Linked DNA regions of Ovis aries: region 2 is linked to region 1. The links are chromatin contacts, called in public Hi-C maps. All regions are on one chromosome and are shown on one strand. Each heading gives the region's core, a stretch centred on a gene start, on an enhancer-like site or on the middle of the called end of the contact. The rest is flanking DNA. Distances are from core to core; before and after follow the strand shown.

Region 1 (2,819 bases), core at 69-2,568:
AAAACACAGTCACAAAGAGGAACAAGTGAAAAATGCTGGCTGGGCACTAAATGTTCTTCAGATTTCTTTATTAGGGATTTTTAAATTATAAATTATTCAGCATTTAATGAAAAATAAATCTGTACACCAAGGAGGCAAATAATAATCTAAAAACTTCCCTATTTTAAGGACTCATCACAGAGCCTTTCTCTTGGCACCAACCTCTCTCTCCAACCCAATGCTCATGATGCCAACAGAATTTCCTCTTCAACAAATCTGTTGTTATTTCAGTTCAAGTAACACCTTGGCTCCCAAATGTTTAGAAAATACAGCCAAAAATTCTAAAGTATGCCATATAATTTGGCTAAAATCCTTTCCTCAAATTCATCTCCTAACACTCCCTACACCACAACCTATGACTGGGCCACAGTGAGTTTATCACTTTTTTTTTGGGGGGGGGGGTGTCACATTGACAGAAAAAATATATATATATATTTATTTATTTTAATTGGAGGTAATTAGTTTACAATATTGTAGTGGTTTTGCCATACATTCACATGAATCAGCCATGGGTGTACATGTGTTCCCCATCGTGAATCCCCCTCCCACCTCCCTCCCCATCCCATCCCTCAGCGTCATCCCAGTGCACCAGCCCTGAGTGGCCCGTCTCATGAATCGAACCTGGACTGGCGATCTGTTTCACATATGATAATATACACGATTCGAGTTGATCATTTTTTGACATCCCCTGCTTTTTTTCCTTTTCTTTTTTACTTATTTTTGGCTGTGCTGGCTCTTCACTGCTACACAGGCTTTTCTCCAGTTGTGGCGAGTGGGGGCTACTCTTTAGTTGCAGAGTGGAGGCTTCTCCCTGCAGTAGCTTCTCTTTGTTCTGGGGCACAGGCTCTATAGTGTTCAGGCTTCAGTAATTGTGGCACATGGGCTCAGTAGTAGCAGCTCCTGGGCTCTAGAGGACAGGCTCAATGTGACATCTGCCTGGATCAGGGATCCAACCTGTGTCTTCAGCATTGGCAGGCAGATTCTTTACCACTGAGCCACAAGGGAAGCCCCATCCCCTGATTCTTAAATGCCACTGCGCACATGCCAGTATCTATGGCTGAAATGCCCCATGATTCTTTCATCTGGTAAGCTCAAACTGGTCAGATCTGATTTTTAGTAAGTTAATTCTGCTGCTTCTGCAAAGGATGGATCAGGATGAGAAAGGTTGGCAGCCAAGAAGAGAACGACTTTGCAAGGTTTTATTAATAGGGCTTTTGGGGGTGATTAATTACATCACTACTGCAGGTACTGCTCCCTATTCTGGACTCAGGCAGCATTCTGCACAGAGCACAGCATAACGAAAGTCCTAAAGTATCCCAGTGTAACTGACTGTCTACTCCTCTTAACTAGGGTGAGAGAACTTTCAAATGCAGATCATCTCATTTATCTGGGGACTGCCTATGTTAATAATAGTTCCTGGCACTAGCATTAATAAAATAGCCCATTGTTTATGAAACTACTGAAAGTCTGTGTGGCATTTTTAAGGTTCTACTGAAGCAAACGATTGACTTCAGAATTAGTTCTTAACTACTGTGCTTAAAACAGTGTTGTAACACAGCAGATAACCATAAATATCTGCTGAAAGCATTTTTTAAGTTTAAATATTGATAGGTGAACATTACTTTTAAATTGCAGATAACAAGAAAAAATTTAGTAAAAATATTACATCTGAGAAAACATATAATAAGGTTTCTACTATTCTCCCAAATACAACTTGATAGGCAAACAAAGATATTACCAATTCATTCACTAACATAGTACATTTCTATTAAGTATATAAATTTATCCTAAGTATTTAAAGATGCATGCCAAAACGGAAAAACATCAATAGATCAATTTAATTAGAAGGTCAAAATCCTGATGAAATGTTACATGCTGGACATTTATTAAAACTTAAGTACTTAAAAGTCCATAAAATAATTCTACTATGAACCCAAAATAACTTGAAAACAAAGCACAGCTCTCTGGGAAAGTATTCTTTACGATAAATCAAATTAATTTAAATAAAGAAAGTCATACTTTACTTTCTAAAAGACAGCTGAAAAAGGAAATGACAATTACAGTTTCTACCAGTCCAATTTTTTTTCTATACAAATTTAAACTGGCAAAACCAACCCAACAACAACAAATTTAAAAAATTCCAGAGTAAGGAGAAATCTCTGAGAGATGAGAGCTACAAATTCAAGGCTGTTACATGCTTATAATTTATAAGATATCCTTCAAAGTCCAATAAAGAGTATTGTCAAATAATAATTATAGGTCCCTTGGCATAGCCTAGGGAAGGTGGAAAAGCAAACTTCACCTGTATCAAAAATATTTTTATAGTAAATATGTAACACTTGCATATTTGATCTCTTTAAAAGAAGTCCCGATCATTTATTACAGAAAGGTTGTAAATCTAATGAAAAAATTCACCGAGGAGGACATCCCCAGCAGTCCAGTGGTTAAAACTCTGTGCTTCCAATGCAGGGGGTGAGGAACTATGATTTCACATGCTATGTGGCATGTCCAAAACTAATGGACACATTTGATACATTTATTGTGGCTATACATTTGCCACTTAGCCTGAAGACAAAAACACAAAGGCAATAATTTCATTTAACCATATATTCATTTTAAAATGTATGGATTACAGCAATGGAAATTGACATAAAACATATGAATTAAAGCTACTAAATCAGAAAACTTTCTTTTCAAAGCCTTTGGGAAGCTCTCTTACACTGTTGGTGGGAATGTAAGTTGATGAAGTCACTATGGAAAACTGTATGGAGGTTCCTTAA
Region 2 (2,867 bases), core at 24-2,523, 250 kb after region 1:
CCAGACACTTGATGAACCCTAGAGAAAATGAAAACTTTCACACAAGTGTGGTATGCTGCATGGTTTAGCTTTGAGCCATACTTGGTCAAATTCATGTAAATAGTGAATATTTATTTAAACAGAAATAGTAATCTAACCACATTGAGGGGAATGGAGGAAGGGGAGAGAAAGAGAGAACACACACATGCTGGAATCTTCCACCCTTCTATCCAGAAGTCAATAGTTACTATGGAAAAGTGAAAAACAAATTAAGAAGCACCAGCATCAGCCTATTGCGTAGACATATATATATATATATATATGCTGGGCAGGCTTCGGTTGTGTAGCCTGAATCCCAGGCTCCTCTGTCCATGGGATTCTCCAGGCAAGAATCCTGGAGTGGGTTGCCATGCTTCCTCCAGGGGATCATCCATACCCAGGGATCGAACGACCTTCCTTATGCCTCTTGCATTGGCAGGCAGGTTCTTTACCACTAGCGACACCTGGGAAGCCACATGAAAATAAAAACCAGCAGAAACAGCTGAGAATAGTTACCTCTAGGGCATGGGGATAAGGAATTGTGAGGAAATGGTCAAGGGAAAGTTCTAGGAGGATTAAAGAAAGAAAGTGAAGTCGCTCAGTCGTGTCTGACTCTTTGTGACCCTAAGGACTGTAGCCTACTAGGCTCCTCCGTCTATGGAATTTTCCAGGCAAGAGTACTGGAGTGGGTTGCCATTTCCTTCGCCAGGGGATCTTCTGGACTCGGGGATCGAACCTGGGTCTCCCACATTGCAGGCAGACGCTTTATCGACTAAGCCACCAGGAAAGCCCAAAGTGAAAGTGAAAGTCGCTCAGTCCTGTCTGACTCTTTGTGACCCCATGGACTATACAGTCCATGGAATTCTCTAGGCCAGAATACTGGGGTAAGTAGCCTTTCCCTTCTCCAGGGGATCTTCCCAACCCAGGGATCAAACCCTGGTCTCTCGCATTGCAGGCGAATTCTTTACCAGCTGAGCCACAAAGGTTTACGTGACTTTTAAAAGCAATGTCCATGTATTTCATTAAAAGGGGAAAGATTAGAAGGACGGGTACCCTGCCAAAGCAGGGACTAGGCCTGTGCCCAGGCTGGCCCAACTCTGTTAAGAATCAGGGAGTGTCTGCAGACACTCCCCATGAACCCAGTGACTTGACTTCCTATCAAGGCTGTGGCCATTCAAGCAGAGTCGTTTAATCAGGCTCCCTTCTTGTTTGCATAGTCGCTCACGATCCGAGATTTCAGTCAGGATGAGAGTTCACTCACTGTTTGCGCAACCGTGGGACTCTGCCTGAAAGGTGCCTCTCCGTTGTCTGGGCCGGTTGTCTCTGAAACACATGGCTTTCCCTGCAGGATTTGGATGGGGGGCAGCCACCTCAGCTTATCAAGTGGAAGGTAGGAGAAACTCCTTGCCCTTCTCTAGGGCTGGGCTGGATGCCTTCTCGTAGATTCTGTATGTTTGCGGAAAAAGGTGGGGATAAGGAGGCAAAAAAAAAAAAAGAAGGACAAGAAGGGAAAGCAGTGTGCTTGCGTGCTAAGTCGCTGCAGTTGTGTCCGACTCTGTGCGGCCCCATGGACTATAGCCCGCCAGGCTCCTCTGTCCGTGGGAATTCTCCAGGCGAGAATACTGGAGTGGGTTGCCATGCCCTCCTCCAGAGGATCTTCCCAACTCAGGAATCGAACCTGCATCTCTTAGGCCTTTTGCATGGGCAGGCGGGTTCTTACCACTAGCGCCACCTGGGAAGCCCCAGAAAAGCACTGAAGAGGCCCTAACTGTTTAAATGAAACTACTCCTTTGCTCATTGAAGAGGCTCGCTTCCCATGTTCCTTTCCTTAGGCACAAGGGTGGTGGAGGTGACGGGCTGAAGACCCAGCAACAGCTGTATTTTTGGTCGGTTTCAGCTTATCTGAGACATCAGTGTATATTGAATGAGTTGCTTTCATCATTTGTTTCTTGAACACATTGGCCATAATCTCCCTAAAAATGAAAACAGTTGTTCCTGTTGGTTGGAAAATATTGACTAAGTACCTTCAAAGATTTCAAGAGACGTTGAAATTTCAAAGAACATTTCAAGGGATGTTCTTCAGTTGGGAGAGGTGCCCTGTTCTATTTCTGTTGAGCACACCCCCCTCCCCCATTTCCTGGGTGGCTGAGAAGTAAAGGGAAGCAACTGTGAGAGGTCAAAGAAGATCCAGAATGAAGTTGGTCTCCATTCACATCCATGGAACTGTCAGGTAGAAGCCATCTTCCATGGGGCCTCTGTGTTTTGACACACATATGCTCTGCTGGCTCAGATGGTAAAGAGTCAGCATGCAATGTGGGAGACCCAGCTTCGATCCCTGGGTTGGGAAGATCCCCTGGAGGAGGGCATGGCAACTGACTCCATTATTCTTGCCTGGAGAATCCCATGGACAGAGGAGCCTGGCAGGGCTGCAGTGCATGGGGTTGCAAAGAGTCAGACACAGCTGAGCAACCGATACTTTTATACTTTCATCCTCTGATACAAGGCATGCTCAAAAGGTCTGGCAGTGTCCAGTTCAGCAAGATCCCACATCACTTTTCTCTCTCTCTCTGTAGTACTGTCTTCACATTTTCCCAGAAAATCTCCACTTGGTCAGCATGGGTGACTTGACAGGGATGACCCTCGGAGTAAAAATGAGAAATACCACATTGGTTACTTTCCTTCTCAGAAGAGAGGTCAGACAGAACTGAGAGGGGGTTGCAGAGTGCTGGAATGGAGTGAACAGAATCAGGTTCTAGAAGGAGCATAGCATGGAGACTAGGAAATCAGGACTGTTGAGCCAGACTCCCTGGACCTGGGGTCCATCTCTACTTTTTCCTAACTCTGTGTGA

What was found. A called contact is a pair of places that touch in the nucleus more often than the background predicts.
Region 2: a Hi-C map of mixed tissues shows a contact between it and region 1, with 5 times the contacts expected there. The contact joins the promoter of LOC101103396 here to the enhancer-like site in region 1. A contact is called at or near these places in 7 of 16 Hi-C or Micro-C datasets (hypothalamus, liver, mixed tissues and 3 more).

The regions. Positions count from the first base shown.
Region 1 is chr6:42,596,998-42,599,816 of ARS-UI_Ramb_v3.0, forward strand. The region is part of intron 11 of ADGRA3 (adhesion G protein-coupled receptor A3); the gene reads right to left. Among named protein-coding and RNA genes, the nearest start is that of ADGRA3, 97 kb to the right of the region's middle. Within about 2 kb of position 1,319, at least 3 of the 54 cell types and tissues checked have an H3K27ac peak or open chromatin away from gene starts, as enhancers often do.
Region 2 is chr6:42,848,482-42,851,348 of ARS-UI_Ramb_v3.0, forward strand. It overlaps LOC101103396 (cytosolic beta-glucosidase), which reads left to right and starts at 1,274. Exons shown (of 5, transcript XM_004009737.6): 1 at 1,274-1,408. The coding sequence starts at 1,351.